Linked DNA regions of Zea mays: all the other regions are linked to region 3. A link is a contact called in public Hi-C data. All regions are on one chromosome and are shown on one strand. The core of a region is the stretch at or near the end of the contact, and the rest is flanking DNA. Distances in the headings are between cores, read along the strand shown. Region 1 holds the start of LOC103632738. Region 2 has its middle 70 kb from the start of LOC103632738. Region 3 holds the start of LOC100193910 (60S ribosomal protein L34).

Region 1 (4,578 bases), core at 259-2,758, 130 kb after region 3:
CAAGAACTCTGTTTCCTCTGCTTCTCGTCGGTGTTCTTGCTTGTCTGCAGATTGCAACGGAACCAATGATTCCAAGGGAATTTGTGGTTCCTTCTCTTCCACTCGTTCTTGTCCGTCCTCTTCTCTTGCTGCTGTGAATTCCCTCGAAACCACCGTCGTCTCCGTTGGAATTTCAGGTATCTGGTGGTGAAACTTGAAGCTGAGGCTCGTCGCCATCAACGCCGGCGGCGGCGCAAACGGCTCGGGCGCAACAAGCCCGTGCGCGAAGCCGGCGTCGACGCCGCGGCCGTTGCACTCGTACGCCGTCATGCCCTCCATGAAATCCTCCTCGGTGGCCTTCATGAAGCTGAAACTGCGCATCATCTCCAGAACCCGGTCGTCTCGCCTGCCCGACACCTCCCTCTCCTCGGCAGCCGCGAACCTATCGCGGCGTGCCTTCTCCTCCTCCTCCTCCTCCTCCTCCTTCTCCCTCTCCTTCCCATGGGTCCTGCAACGGAGACAAAAAGAGCCCATCAATCGGTCGTGCCAACGAACACGCCAATCGACGCGATCGATCAGAACCCAGAGCTCAAGAAAGCTTTGAGTTTTACCTGGAGCCGGAGGGCCTGGACCCGGAGGCGATGTGGATGGCGGCGACGAGCACGACGGTGAGGAGCCAGAAGAAGAGGGGCGAGGACGAACACCAGGCCACGATGCGGGCGAGTCCGTACGCCCCGTCCGCCGCGGCGGTGGGGGCGCTCACGCCCGCTCCGGCGTCCATGGCTGGACCGGCGGCCATACGCCCCGCGCGACACGCCCGGCGGCTAACCCACCGTCCGAGCCCAACACGCCATGGACGGAAGGAAGGTACCCGCGGCGTACGTATCGGCGGGCCAACGCGACCGATAGATCCTACTAGTCTCCCGCTCGCTCGCTCGCTTTCCACACCGCACCGCGGGAGAAGAGGGCGAAGAAAACAACGCGTCACCAGCCGTATCAAGCGGGCAGTGGAGACCAGAGGAGGATGAGGAAGATAGGGGCAGCAGCAGGGCCGGGGGATCGAGAGCGACTGGCTCGATGGGGGCTCCGACGGCGAGGGCGGGTGCCGGGGGAGGCTCTGGCTTCAAAAGATAGACCGCGTCGCGCTACAGGGTCGCACCTACACATTGACGTGACGCGCCGGACCGGGCCGAACCACTACGCACACGAAGGCGTGCGCGCACGCCGGACCCGCCGTCCGATCGCGGATCAAAACTGACTCTCCATCAGGAGGATGCCAGAGCGGAGAGTCCCTTGCCGCTTGCCGGCGTCTGGCGGGCGCCGGGCGCAATCGGAGTTTCTTCCGGTGCTGCCGGAGGGACGGCGGGCCGCCGAGCAGGGCCGGGCGGGGGAGATTTGGGCGGGTGGGGCGTTTGCTTCGCGTCCGACCAGGTGTCGCGCGGGGGGTAGGTTAATGTGGTGGAGGCTGACTCGGCCAAATAACAACCTCTGAACCGAACACCGTCCTAACCCCGAACGACCCGTCGCTGCCTCGCCTTCCCCTTTTCAAAACCCCCGCGTTTTTTATGCTTTCCTTGTATGGCACTTTAGGTGGCTTTGCACGGCACAAGAAATAGACTCGGCGACGGTATCTAAGCTTGCCGTGAAATCTCTCTATAGATATTTAAATATTATAATTTTTTTCTTAAAAAATTGTAAATATGCTTTATTATTTACACTACCAATATTTTAAATTTTATGTTCTGATCCATTAGTAAGACATAAAAATAGAACTTTTTATTATTTTTGTTAGCTTGATTATAACAGCTATTACACTGAAAAGCTTAACAGCGCAATAATTTTTACTATAAACATCTCTGCCATATAACCAACGGAGAAGAGAACGACGCAAATGCATATAGTAGCCATCAACGTCTATTTATATATATTCCGTGGTCATTGAACAATTGGTCTTGATGAAATCCATGCGTCATTACCAAGATAGGGGATAGTGTACGTTATACGAAAGGAACTGAATTTTCAAGATCTTAAAACCTCTTATGACAATAGGGTATATTATCATGTTTGGTTTCACACTTTCACTCCAACTAAACATTAGCTAGCTAAAAATTAGTTAATACTATTAGCTAGCTGAAGTTTTTACCTAGCAGTAGGTGAAACAAAACAAAATACCCTTTTGATTTGGCGTCACCAAGTGAAATTTATTTTATCTAACTCATTAGCTAATCTACTTGGCTAAACTTTAGCATATAATGATTGTTTAGATAGAACCAGGAGTCCAGGACATAAGTCAGGATATTCCAGCATCGCGCCATTGGTTGCCTTTCAGTGACCACGAGGAACATTTTTTTTTATTATGAATTCCTTTCCTTACAGCTGAGAGATTCTTGTCGCACAATGATGATTTGGCCCAATCAAATGCGTGTGGGATATGTGATTCGCTTCTTTTTATGATGCATCCGTGCGGATTTGGAAATTGATGCTATTAATTCGTTCATGAGTCATGACTCCTTCAGGTCGCAAAAGTCAGCGATTCTTAGCCTGGTCATCAATACTCCAAATGCACATGTCCTTCTTCCCTATTCTTGGTGTTACACTTCCAAGTTTCTAAGGAATTTCGGTACAAAAAATAACATCTTTGTTTAACCTACAACAAATCGTTTCAAACGATTCCAAGCTATGTTTATGTCCGCGATGGCGCAGGTCTTCGTCTTCTTTGCAGGAATCCAGATCCTGCCCCTTGAGGGAGGATCCTGCCCCTTGAGGGAGAGATCTTAGGATGCTCCGGGTCGGTAGGTCACCTGGGTGTCCACAGACTACGTAGAGTCGTCTAAGAATTAAGAGATTAATTCAAGAAAAAGATCTTGAGTAAAGTAGACAAAGTAGATCTTGCCCTCAGGAGGGGAAGCAAGATCTTATGGTCGTCTTGGGGTCGGCAGGCCACCCAAGACGTATCTAGACGACGTAGTGCGAACACAAGGTTGACTTGTTTCTTGTGGTTCAGGTTGATAATGAGTGATTGTCAATGGGTAGCACTCTGGGGTAGTCAGTGGACTGACCAGAGTGTGAGATTATGCTTGTGCAACCATGTCAGTCGAGTTGTGGTGTGCAGGTGTGAAGCACAGAAACGATGGTCGATGGCTGAGGTGAAGGTCATGCGAGCTCGTGCTGATGGACCGGTAGCGGTGAAGGGCGAGTGATGGGTCTTGACTGACGGATCAGAGCAGCCAAGTGACCAACCGCGGTGGCTGACAACTAGGACACACACTTGCGCGAGGACATGATGGAGTGGATCGTGTTGGCGGCATAGCCGAAGACTGGCGGGACACGCGTCTGATCATGGAGGACGTGCACGAGGTGCGGTGCTCACGACAGGTTTGGTGGTTTGGGCCTCAAAACCACCCAGCGCTACGGATGGCGGGTCTTGCTGAGTTTGGGCCTCAAAACTCGGCGGTGGCGGTTTCAGAGGGAACCAGTGGCGGCATGCTGCATGATCGCGGAGGGTGCGTCAAGGCGAAGCAACTCCGGTGAAGGACGTGGCCGTCGGATCGAAAACCTAGGAGTTGGTCCATTTCGCCCCCGGTGGAGTGGATAGGCTCTATGCAAATAGGGGTAGTTTAGTAAGTGAGAATAACCCTCTATAAATAGAGGGGAGGGCTTGTTAGTTCAGCATCTCTTAGCTGCCATTTGTTTTGAGCACTCATTCTAGAGCTCCTAGTTTTCTCTCTAGGTAGACACTAGTTGAGCCGAGGGTTCTGCATCGATTTTGTACTTCGACTGTGTTCTTGATTTTCAAGTTTAATCAGAGGAAGGGTCGCCGGTCCGGCCCACAGGACTCTTTAGCTTCAAATCTCAGTTTGTACCCTTGCTGGAATTTCTGAAGTTTTATAGTCTTAGTTTCTCCTTTTCCCCGATCTTGTGTTGTTGGTGAAAAACCTTTCATTCCTTTGAGAGGATTTTTGGTTTGGGGATTGATTAGTGGTGAGTTGCACTCTTCGTACCACTACATACACCTAGTTGTTGCATATTTTGGTCACGATTTGAGAAAAACTCAGTTTGAACTCGTTCTAGAAAACCCCAACAAAACCCCAATTTCTGGCTGTAGTTTTAAATCTATGGGTGATTCACAAGTACGATTGAGCTCAATATTTCAGGAGATCTTGGAAACATATTTGCTCAGGTGTGTGTAAAATTTCATCTCAATCGGAGTTCGTTTGGTTAAGTTTTGAATTCAAGAATATAATTTCGTACTACTGAAACAACACTTGTTGACGATACTGTATTAGACCGTTTTGGACTTTTTTATGTCCAATTTGTGATCCGTTTTTTTTGCTAGTCTCATATCAGTATTAGGAACATTTTGTAATCATGAGATCACTCGTTCGCTGATGTCTTCATGGTTTGAGCACTAGGGTCATCTCAATTGAAGTAAATTGTTCATTTTCAGTGTTTGGAAACAAAATCTAATTGGCTCCCATTCACCCCCCCTCTGGTCACCTTACCGGTCCTACAATTGGTATCAGAGCCTGTTAAAGATTTCTCTTCCCTAATCAGTTCAAAATCCATGTAGGCGACATGGAACGAGGTGTTGGCAAACCT
Region 2 (4,810 bases), core at 686-3,185, 200 kb after region 3:
CTGACTGCTACGACACCGTGTTTTCCAGAAACACCAACCGTTGAAACGGCGCGTGAAATGGCTCGACTGCTCGCATCAACAACAGTTAATAAGTACAGCCGGAGCATCGCTGAGCCCTTAACCATGTCAGAGCCGTCCCGTTCATGCTGCAGCAAATCCAATCATTCGGAGCTGGCCGGGTTCGCGCCGCCGGTCCCGGAAATATAATTGTCTAGAGCCCCACTTAATTAGGCGCTATTCAGCGGAGCTGAGTACAATGGCAGCGTATGCTTGGCTGCCCCCACGTACCTAACGCCCGGCCCAACGACGAGCAGCTGTAGCCTGCAGTAGCTCAGTGAGTGCGTAGGCAGCACGCAGCAGGCAAGCAAGACGAAAGAGGGAGCCTGGATTTCAGTGGCCCCCGCCCCCATGCTTGTTGGTGGCTCGGATACCGCCGCCGGAAGTGGACGGTGAGCGCGAGGTTTTCGAGCTGAGGGCCATGCATATGCGCGCACGGCCGTCGCCAAAGAGGGGCGCGGACGGCACGTACGTAGCAGGGGGGGGGGGGGGGGGGAGGGTGTAAGATACGATCGAATCGATCTAGCACTCTAGTTCAGCTACTTTCTTGCATTGTGTCGCTTTCCAGCCATGGATGGGGCCGCGCGATGTGCACAGGTGAAAAAAAGGGGTTCCTTCCTCGCTTTGGAGAGCAACGATGCTAAGCAAACTCTGTGCCGCCGGAGGAGCGTGGACGTACCTCGTCACGCAGAGGGCCAGAGGCAGAGCCGAATATTGCAGCAGCCTTGCGGGCGATAAGAAGATCACACGCGACGGAAAGCGGGGGCCGAAAGCAGCGTGGGCGTCGTCGGCCGAGAAGGATGTACGGTCACGGTCAGCGTTCTCGTCGTCGTCGGCTGTCTCTATTTTGCGCGGTGTGGGTGTGGCCGCGTGGGAACGGGAGGCGCCGAGACGGCCGTCGTCGAGATGGATACATGCATGCATTTGGGCTTCTGCGTACATTTTGGTTCGGCTGCTGCTTGTCGCGGTGCGGCCGTCGTCGGCGCGCGCGGGAACGCGCCGCCGACTTTGCTACGCACTAGCACCTCGTCGTCGTCGGCGGCGGTTGGTTACGTTCTCTTGTCATGCTTTTCCGTCCCGGCGCTTGATTGACTCTTCTGCTGCGGACCGCGTCATCGTCATGGGATGGGAACGAAGCAAGGCCAGCTAAGGTCGTTCCTCCAGAAAAAAATAAAATAATGTTCTCTGCTGAGTTGAGATGATGTCAGGGTAGGCATCGGTTACAGATTCGCTGATGCACACTGCAACCGAATAAGAGGTTTGCTGTTACTTTTATGCCTCCTCGAGTAGTTGTGTCTGTGTACCCCACGGACGAATCTAAGTTTAGGTGGAACAAATTATATCGATTGAGGAGGCTGTTAGAAAGTATTTTACATTATTTACTTGGTGATCAGCTAAAAAAATTAGTAGTTTTTTTTTTGAAATTTGGGGAGGATTAGGGATTTAAGAGCATGCTCGATCTCGGAGCGGTTCGTCACTAGCGTCGGCCCGGGGTCGAGCAGTGCCTTTTGGTGATGAATATACAACGATTTGTAATTTAGGTTATTTAGAATGATGATTCAATGTTTCATATTTATATGCTATTAACTTATTATAAAATATAATAATAATGGTTAAAGTGCATCTCACGAGCTGAGTCAGTTTTTTTTTTCCAGCTCGTTGAATGGACGAACTAAACCGAGTTTGGAGCTCGTTTCTAACCCTATCTGTAAGTGTCGGTACTGGGCCGGAAGCTAGCCTCTTTGAAAGATGACGTATTTTTGCTCCGGGGAAAAGGAGAAGATGGCCGATGTGACTGGTGAAGCCCATTGCAGGCTCGCAAAGTCGCAACGCCAGATATGAGAGACCCTAAACCTTCTCTGTCTCCTGGATACTTTTGGGCTTCTGCACAGGCCCATTAACGTGAAAGAAATTGACATTTTATGGATCAGGCTCGTATATGGTACATTAGGCCTCCTTCGTCGTTTGCACTTCGATGTGATAATTTTCCAATGTGAAATGTGCACTGTCACTTGTTCACGTGAATTTCGATTTCGTCTGGAAGCTCAGTTTTTATTTATAAGAACTTGTTGAGCACTATATTTGATAGTGGCAACGAATGGACGGGTCCGGCCATGTGGTTCGAATGGTACGTATCGGGCGGACTGCAAATGTAGCTCGAACGATCCACAAATAGATTAAATAAAGTGAGAGTCCTTGTCTTGCACGTGTTTATCCAACTAAGCACGTAAGCATCGATTGGGATAGGTCTAGAAATAGGTCCAGACCTCTTTCTATATATAAAGGGAACAACCGATTGAAACACAATACATTCGAACCAATCAATCTATTATCATTGCCTTTAACAGTAGTAATTAATCTTTTTCATCCCTAATCTTCACTACTCTTCGACTCTACCGTCTAGAGGCATCTTAGGTGGCATGCTGACCACAAGACAGCTCTGGAATCTTTCTTCCCTGACGGGTCGCCTCCGAGGGTGACAGACTCTACCAGCAGTACAACTGAGCCCACGTACCAGATATTAAATCAAGAATAACAAATATTACACTTTATTTTAGTCAAAAGACTAAAAAGGTATGAGTTGAAAAAGAGCTCGACCTCTTCTTTTAATAGGTCGCTCGGTCGTTCGTCCTACTGCAGCTAGCGAGGTGATACTAAGTGTAAGCGCTGCGCTGTGTAATTTCCTGTCATGTTATATTTGGATGGTTTTTCATGGTTTATCTGTGTAGTAACGACACACTAGTAGACGAGAAGAGATGGAAAAGAACATATCTAATTTCACATGTGTGAGGTAACGATCACTGAAAGACGAGAAGCTAGAATAAGAATAGGTTTGCGCTTTGCGGATGACACACAAAACTAATTTTTATAGGAGTAGAGACATGGCAGACGTGGTGCCCTACATCCGTGCGCACGAACGCGTAAGTGGCAGCGCTATCCCACTACGACTTTGTTTAGTACTCTAATATTCACCCGATACATATGTATTGAAGTGGATTGAGTGTAAATTAACCTAATTTTCACTCCAATCCACCTTAGGCCTTGTTCATTTCACTGTTAATCCATCTGGATTGGGTGATATTGAGTCGTATAGATGTCCAAACAGTGCGGGCCGCCCGTTTGGCCCGTGGCACGACACGAATTTAGCCCGATCCAAACATGGCCCGACACGGTCGGTTACGGGCCCGGGCCGGCACGACCCGTTTAGCGGGCCGGGTATGGGCAGATACGGCGGCCCGCGTGCTTTGGCCCGGCCCGGCCCGATAAATGGGTCGGCCCGACGGTGGCCCGCATATTTATGTAAATATTAAATATGTAAATACATTTAATTCTTTCATAGTATGTAAATACTAAATACGCGGCCAAACATATATAAAATGCATACATAAATATTTTGTTGTCTTAATATATATAAATAATATGCTATTATATATATTAATTCTGTTAAATATATGTATTTATATACCGTTCTACTGTTGGTTCGGGCCAGTGCCCGGTCCGGTCCGTTGAGGCCCACCGGGCCAACGGGCCGGCCCGGCACGATTTTTCCCTGTGCGTGCCGGGTTTGGGCATGTCCTTAGGCACGTGGGCCAGCCCGACCTGGCCCGAAGCATCAACGGGCCGTGCTTGGCCAGGCCCTATTCGTACCGGGCCGAAACGGGTTCGGGCCGGGTCCGTGCCGGGTGGCCTGTTTGGACATCTATATTGAGTCGGTTTAAATCCATAGCAAGTCAAAATACATCCATATCTATTCCAATACATTCCAATCAATATAGAATTGACGGAACGATTGAGGTGAATACTATAGTATCCAAACAAGACCTTGGAACAAGCTCCGTACTACGCTCAGCATGCATCAGCTCAGCGTCCGAAGACTCGGACAAAACAACAGCTATCTGCTGTCCAGTTTATGACTGACGAAACTGGAGAACGAGACATAGCTATCCAGTGAGCAGACAGGTTACATTTGACACACAGAACCTTGTAGGTTGCGAAGTCACATAGACAATGCAATAGTATGAGCCGGGAAGTCTCTGGCGTACCTCGTATTGCCATTCGTTGTGCAGTGCCCGTCCATGTTTTTGCTAATTGTAAAACCACAGGAAAACCCACAAAAAAAGGAGATCACCATTCACCAGTCCCGGTGTCCAGTCGTTATATTTCTTTCATTTCTCATGTGCACAGTATCAAGCTATATCATTCATTTACTACTGCAATTTAAGTCAAGTGCACAGTATCAAGCTATATTTCTTTCATTTTCATGTGCACAGTATCAAGCCATATATCATGTTCAGTCGCTATACAAACAACAACAATTCAAAAGAAAAAAAAGAGAGAGAAGATGTTGTCGTCCCCGCCAGGCTACAGCTAGCCCTAGGATAAAAACAAGCGGCGGGCCCCGGGCACGCAACCCTCGTTCGTTGGGCTCATTCGGCTGCTGACGGTCGATCCGGCCAGGACGCAGAAGCTGCCTTGGAGTTGGCGTGGCGATCGCCGTCGTCGCCCGTCGGCATCCCAGGCCGCGGCCTGCCACGTGCCCCGTCCGTACGTCGAGCTTGGAACGGGCGGCGAGAGGGAAGCGCATTTAAAGGCGGGAGAGCGAAGTGGCAACTGGCAGTGGCAAGTCAAGTGTTCCGGTGTCCCAGTACGGAGATGGACTTTTCTTCTCCTCGCATGAGTAATGCGGCCAGCAGGAGGTGCGGGTTGTTCTAGACGATGGATCGAGCGGGACACCGTACCGCCGCGCGTCATC
Region 3 (4,358 bases), core at 512-3,011:
AGAAGAGTGGCTCACTTCTGTTTCAGAGTTACTTTTTTGAGGAAGTCTTGTCTTTGGTCTTCTGTAATTTCAACACCTTCTTGACAATCTTCTGCTCTTCAACCAGGAAAGCACGGATGATCCTGCAAGACAGTGTGAAACATGTGGGGGTTACATAGAGGTTTGCAACTTTAGGGTTATCAAATCAAAATATATGGAAACTATTTGCTAACCTTTCTCTAACTGCAGTTCCAGATAGTACTCCCCCATAGGGACGGTTCACAGTTCTGCGGTTCCTAGACAACCTGGACCTTTTGTACTCAGCTGGCCTCAGATGGGGAATCTGAAAAAATGAAAACCATCTCGGTGTGAGCAACCAAGATGAACTGCCAACACAGACAAGTAATAATAAGGCAAATTGTAGAACATGAACATGCATCCTCCAGAATCAAATCAAGCAATAGCATCAAAGCATGCTACAAAGAAACACATCAAGGGATTCACAATATAGAATTCCAACAAAATATGAATCAGCCACCATTTTCCCAAGAAGAAATTCATGCTAATGCAACAATGTCAATGTTGACTGTTTTCTGCTGTGGTGAACATTTTGGAACTAGAATGGGAATGCCACCATCACCGGAAGTGCATAACTTGATTAACTGAAGTCAAGAAACACTACCAAGATTGCATCCTCAAACGTTTCAGCTGTATGATCTCACATGACAGCCAATAAGATAAATAAAGAAACCAACATCAAATTACCACTGTACAAACTACGAAGTGTGCATATGAAATCCTTACCTAGAAGGCTTGCTGTATAAGAATCAGCACTGTACAAACAAACTAGTATGAATGTATTGTCATAATGAGAAAATAAATAATATTATCAAAGCAGTGCGAAATTGTTGTTGGACATCTGACAATAACAGAATTAGGGCTTGTTTGGCTGTAGCAGCAATCTGCTACTGCTAGTGTCCCACTTTGCAGACACTGCTTTAGCTGCCATGAACACCCCCTAGCTTTCAGTAAATTTCGACCGGTTATAGTGAGCCACCAATCCATTCCGACTGAAAGGCTCCATAGCCTCCATTACACAACAAAATGCACAGCTCGGGAATCAAATTCCATCCCATGAATTTTATGCCTGTGCAAAAAAGGATTGCATGTTGCAGCCCGAATTTCACCCGTTTCCACACTAAGAAGAATTCTAATCATTATAAAATGACATAAATATCGATATGGACAACTAACTTCACTACATTTTACGGAAAGATTACCACCAACTTCAATACCGCCATTTCCCACCACCGTACCTACTCCCAATTTCCCAAAACAAATCGCCCTACCAAGGCCGCAAGACTAACCGAACAATCGTGAGCTACGTGCCACAAGTATAAGGTATGTTATGATGAGAAAGTGGTCACTCACGCCCTGGATCTTCTTCCCGGTCACGGGACACTTGGGCCCGCTGGCTCTCTTCTTGGTGTACTGGTACACGAGCTTGCCACCTGAAAAACAAACCAATCTAGCACATAAAAAACATACTCAAACCAAGATATCAAAGGAACCAACAAAAGTGAAAAGGAAACAGAAGAGAAAATGATAGGAAGTCGAGGAGATCCGGACCAGGGGTCTTGACGACCCGCGTCTGGTTGGACTTCGTGGCATAGCTGTGCCGCTTGCGGTAGGTCAGACGCTGCACCATCTTGCCGCCGTCGCGCGCGCCGCCGGTGGATAAACCCTAGCGAAAGGCTGGAGCGGCAGATAGTCTAAGAGAAAGAGAAGAATGGGAGTGGCGGCGGCAGGGGTATAAATGGATGTGTCGCGAGGAATAACCTGAATCGGACGGCTCGGATCTGTTTGATGACATAATGGGCCGGGCCGAAGTAACCAGGCTCTACGGGGGCCACCTTCTCCAGGCGCACCTCACTGCCGGCCAGCGAGGGCTGAGCTAAATTATCCACGGCGCACCTCTCTGGCGTCGACATTGATAATCGGTTGCTTTCATCTTGTATTGTTTAAGCTCTTGTTTGAATGTTTGCATGCGAGAGACGTAACTATCCTCATGATTGCTTGTCTGCATACGCACATGCAGGCTTGTCCGAGCTTGGCTCACGGGAGACAATCTTCCCATGTTTCTGCGCGTGCAGGCTGAGAGACACAAATTGGTCTATGTTGCACCAGCATATACAGGCCTGCTCGCTCGTATGCAGCCATCCAAACATGTGCTTACTTAAAGTCAACGCACACGCCGTGCATGGCTGTTAGCACGCATCCAACCAAACACTACCTATATGAACAGATACCTGCACTGCGCACATCCATCCAATCAAGCGGTATCTTATTCTAATCCGCACCTAGGATGGCAACGTGTATAGATACGCAAGTAATTATTAATTGGGTATATATATGGTAGATTTTTGTATGCACGTGTATATATTTCGCGGGTATGGATATACGGTATCGATATCAGTTGCCTAATGAATATATGACTACCAGAGCGAGCCCGAGCCCGAGCGGGAACGACTGCTGCCCAGCCGCCAAGCGCCTTTCACGTTATCATTAGCTTACACCCATACCCTAAGTCCCTACAGCAGGTGTCATTAAGGGCTTGTTTGGAAGTAAGGGTAATGGAGGGGATTGGAGGAGTTAGAATCCTCTACTATTCAATTTTAAATAGTGAGGGATTATAGTCCCCTCAATCCCCTTCATTTCACTTGCTCCCAAATAAGCCCTAAGGGTTCAACGAGCCATTTTCCTAGCGAAAACCGTCCCCCGACGGTAATGGTAAATCGGCGGTTTACCGGTAAAACCGACCAGTTTGCCTAAATCAAATTAAAATTTTCCCATGTCGGTTTACCGATGGAACCGCACTGGTAAACCGCTCAAAATCGTCGGTATTTCGCCAAAAATACCTGCTTTTTATGTTTACTACAGAAAAATGAAAAAAAATGACAGGTTCATTTGTATTTTTCTTAATTCACGCTGCACAGTAAATATTAATTGATTCACATACAACATATGTTCACCGAAATGACACATAACACATATATAACCACAAACTCCAATTCTCATGCAACAAACAACAAGCGACCTTCACAATACTCAAATACAAGTTTTTTATGTCCCGTTTGGATCCTTGGACTTGCATTCCATTGTAATAATAGTAATTTAGGCACATACCAATTAAGCTAATTTGATTTTATGCAAAATATATTTATATACTATTATTAGGAAGATGTCGGAGATATTTATGTACTACATTTTTACTATAGAAGAGTGAGTCGAAGAGCGTCCTATAAGTTACAGAGTAGAAACAAATTCTACTGATACATAAAATCATTCCCATCCTCCACCTCATAAATTTAAGATAGACTTATATATGAACCTTGGAAAGTGGTCGAATGTCAATTTTCAAGTTAAGTAGGTTACTTTATTAAGGAAATTTCAATTCCTCCAAAATGAATGGATCCAAACGCCCCGTTACAGTCCTCCAACGACACATAGGTCGACTTGTTTCACAATACTCACGTATTTAGCTCGAGTCATAGTGATAGTACTCAGTCATGTTGGAAGGATCGTGATATAGACCCATTCCATAGACATATTCCTATAAAAAATATGAGATACATTAGCGAGAAAACAAGAACGACAAATAAATACTTATCGACGAAACAAAAATAACACATCGGACTTCTTGTAGTTACATGTGTAGGCACCTAGATAACACCATAGAATAGTTTAACATATGTGTCTTATGGTCTTGGTAGAAACATGTTTAGTTTAACATATGTGTCTTATGGTCTTGGTAGATACATATTTAACAAATTTGAATATGGTGATGGAGCGGGAACTTCTCCATAACCATACATGATTGATGGTGGTACTTCGGCTGGTGGTCCCTGACCCGGTTTCCATTGCCATGCATAATGGTGGAAGATTGAGTCGTCATTGTCTTCATCCTCTTCTTCCTCTTTGAATTGATCGGTGAATTTGTCCTTTTTTCCTTTCCTTTCTGATGGACAAAGTATTGCCATCCGCTTGACAAGGTGGGTGTCACCAACTGTTTCATTGGCCCATTCTTGCACTTCCTCTGTGACGCCTTGTTTGTGTACAAGTGACGTAAACAACGTGCTAGGAAGATGAGTGTCACTGTTAGGTGAGTCTTCATCCAATGTTGGAGGTACATTAGATCTTCCTCTTTCCATCCACATTTAACAATAACTAATTGGCATACACATTTAATTAATTGGGTGTACACATTTAACAATAACTAAACCATAAACTATTGGGCATTCACATTTAACAATAACTAATTCATAAATCATAAGTCATCACTGAAAGGGAAATATGCCCTTGGGCCATTTCTATTATGT

Evidence for each region. A called contact is a pair of places that touch in the nucleus more often than the background predicts.
Region 1: a Hi-C map of ear shows a contact between it and region 3, with 2.1 times the contacts expected there. The contact joins the promoter of LOC103632738 here to the promoter of LOC100193910 in region 3. A contact is called at or near these places in 4 of 25 Hi-C or Micro-C datasets (ear and leaf).
Region 2: a contact with region 3 is called in a Hi-C map of leaf, with 6 times the contacts expected there. The contact joins the enhancer-like site here to the promoter of LOC100193910 in region 3. A contact is called at or near these places in 5 of 25 Hi-C or Micro-C datasets (bundle sheath, ear, leaf and 1 more).

What each region holds. Positions count from the first base shown.
Region 1 is chr7:116,782,278-116,786,855 of Zm-B73-REFERENCE-NAM-5.0, forward strand. It overlaps LOC103632738, which reads right to left and starts at 1,509. Exons shown (of 5, transcript XM_008654480.3): 1 at 591-1,509; 2 at 1-487. The coding sequence starts at 778.
Region 2 is chr7:116,851,761-116,856,570 of Zm-B73-REFERENCE-NAM-5.0, forward strand. No RefSeq gene overlaps it. Among protein-coding and RNA genes, the nearest start is that of LOC103632738, 70 kb to the left of the region's middle. Within about 2 kb of position 1,936, at least 18 of the 20 cell types and tissues checked have an H3K27ac peak or open chromatin away from gene starts, as enhancers often do. A contact at or near this core is called in bundle sheath, ear, leaf and 1 more, where this site is marked.
Region 3 is chr7:116,652,448-116,656,805 of Zm-B73-REFERENCE-NAM-5.0, forward strand. It overlaps LOC100193910 (60S ribosomal protein L34), which reads right to left and starts at 1,762. Exons shown (of 4, transcript NM_001138982.1): 1 at 1,609-1,762; 2 at 1,411-1,490; 3 at 213-322; 4 at 1-122. The coding sequence starts at 1,687. The coding sequence ends at 29.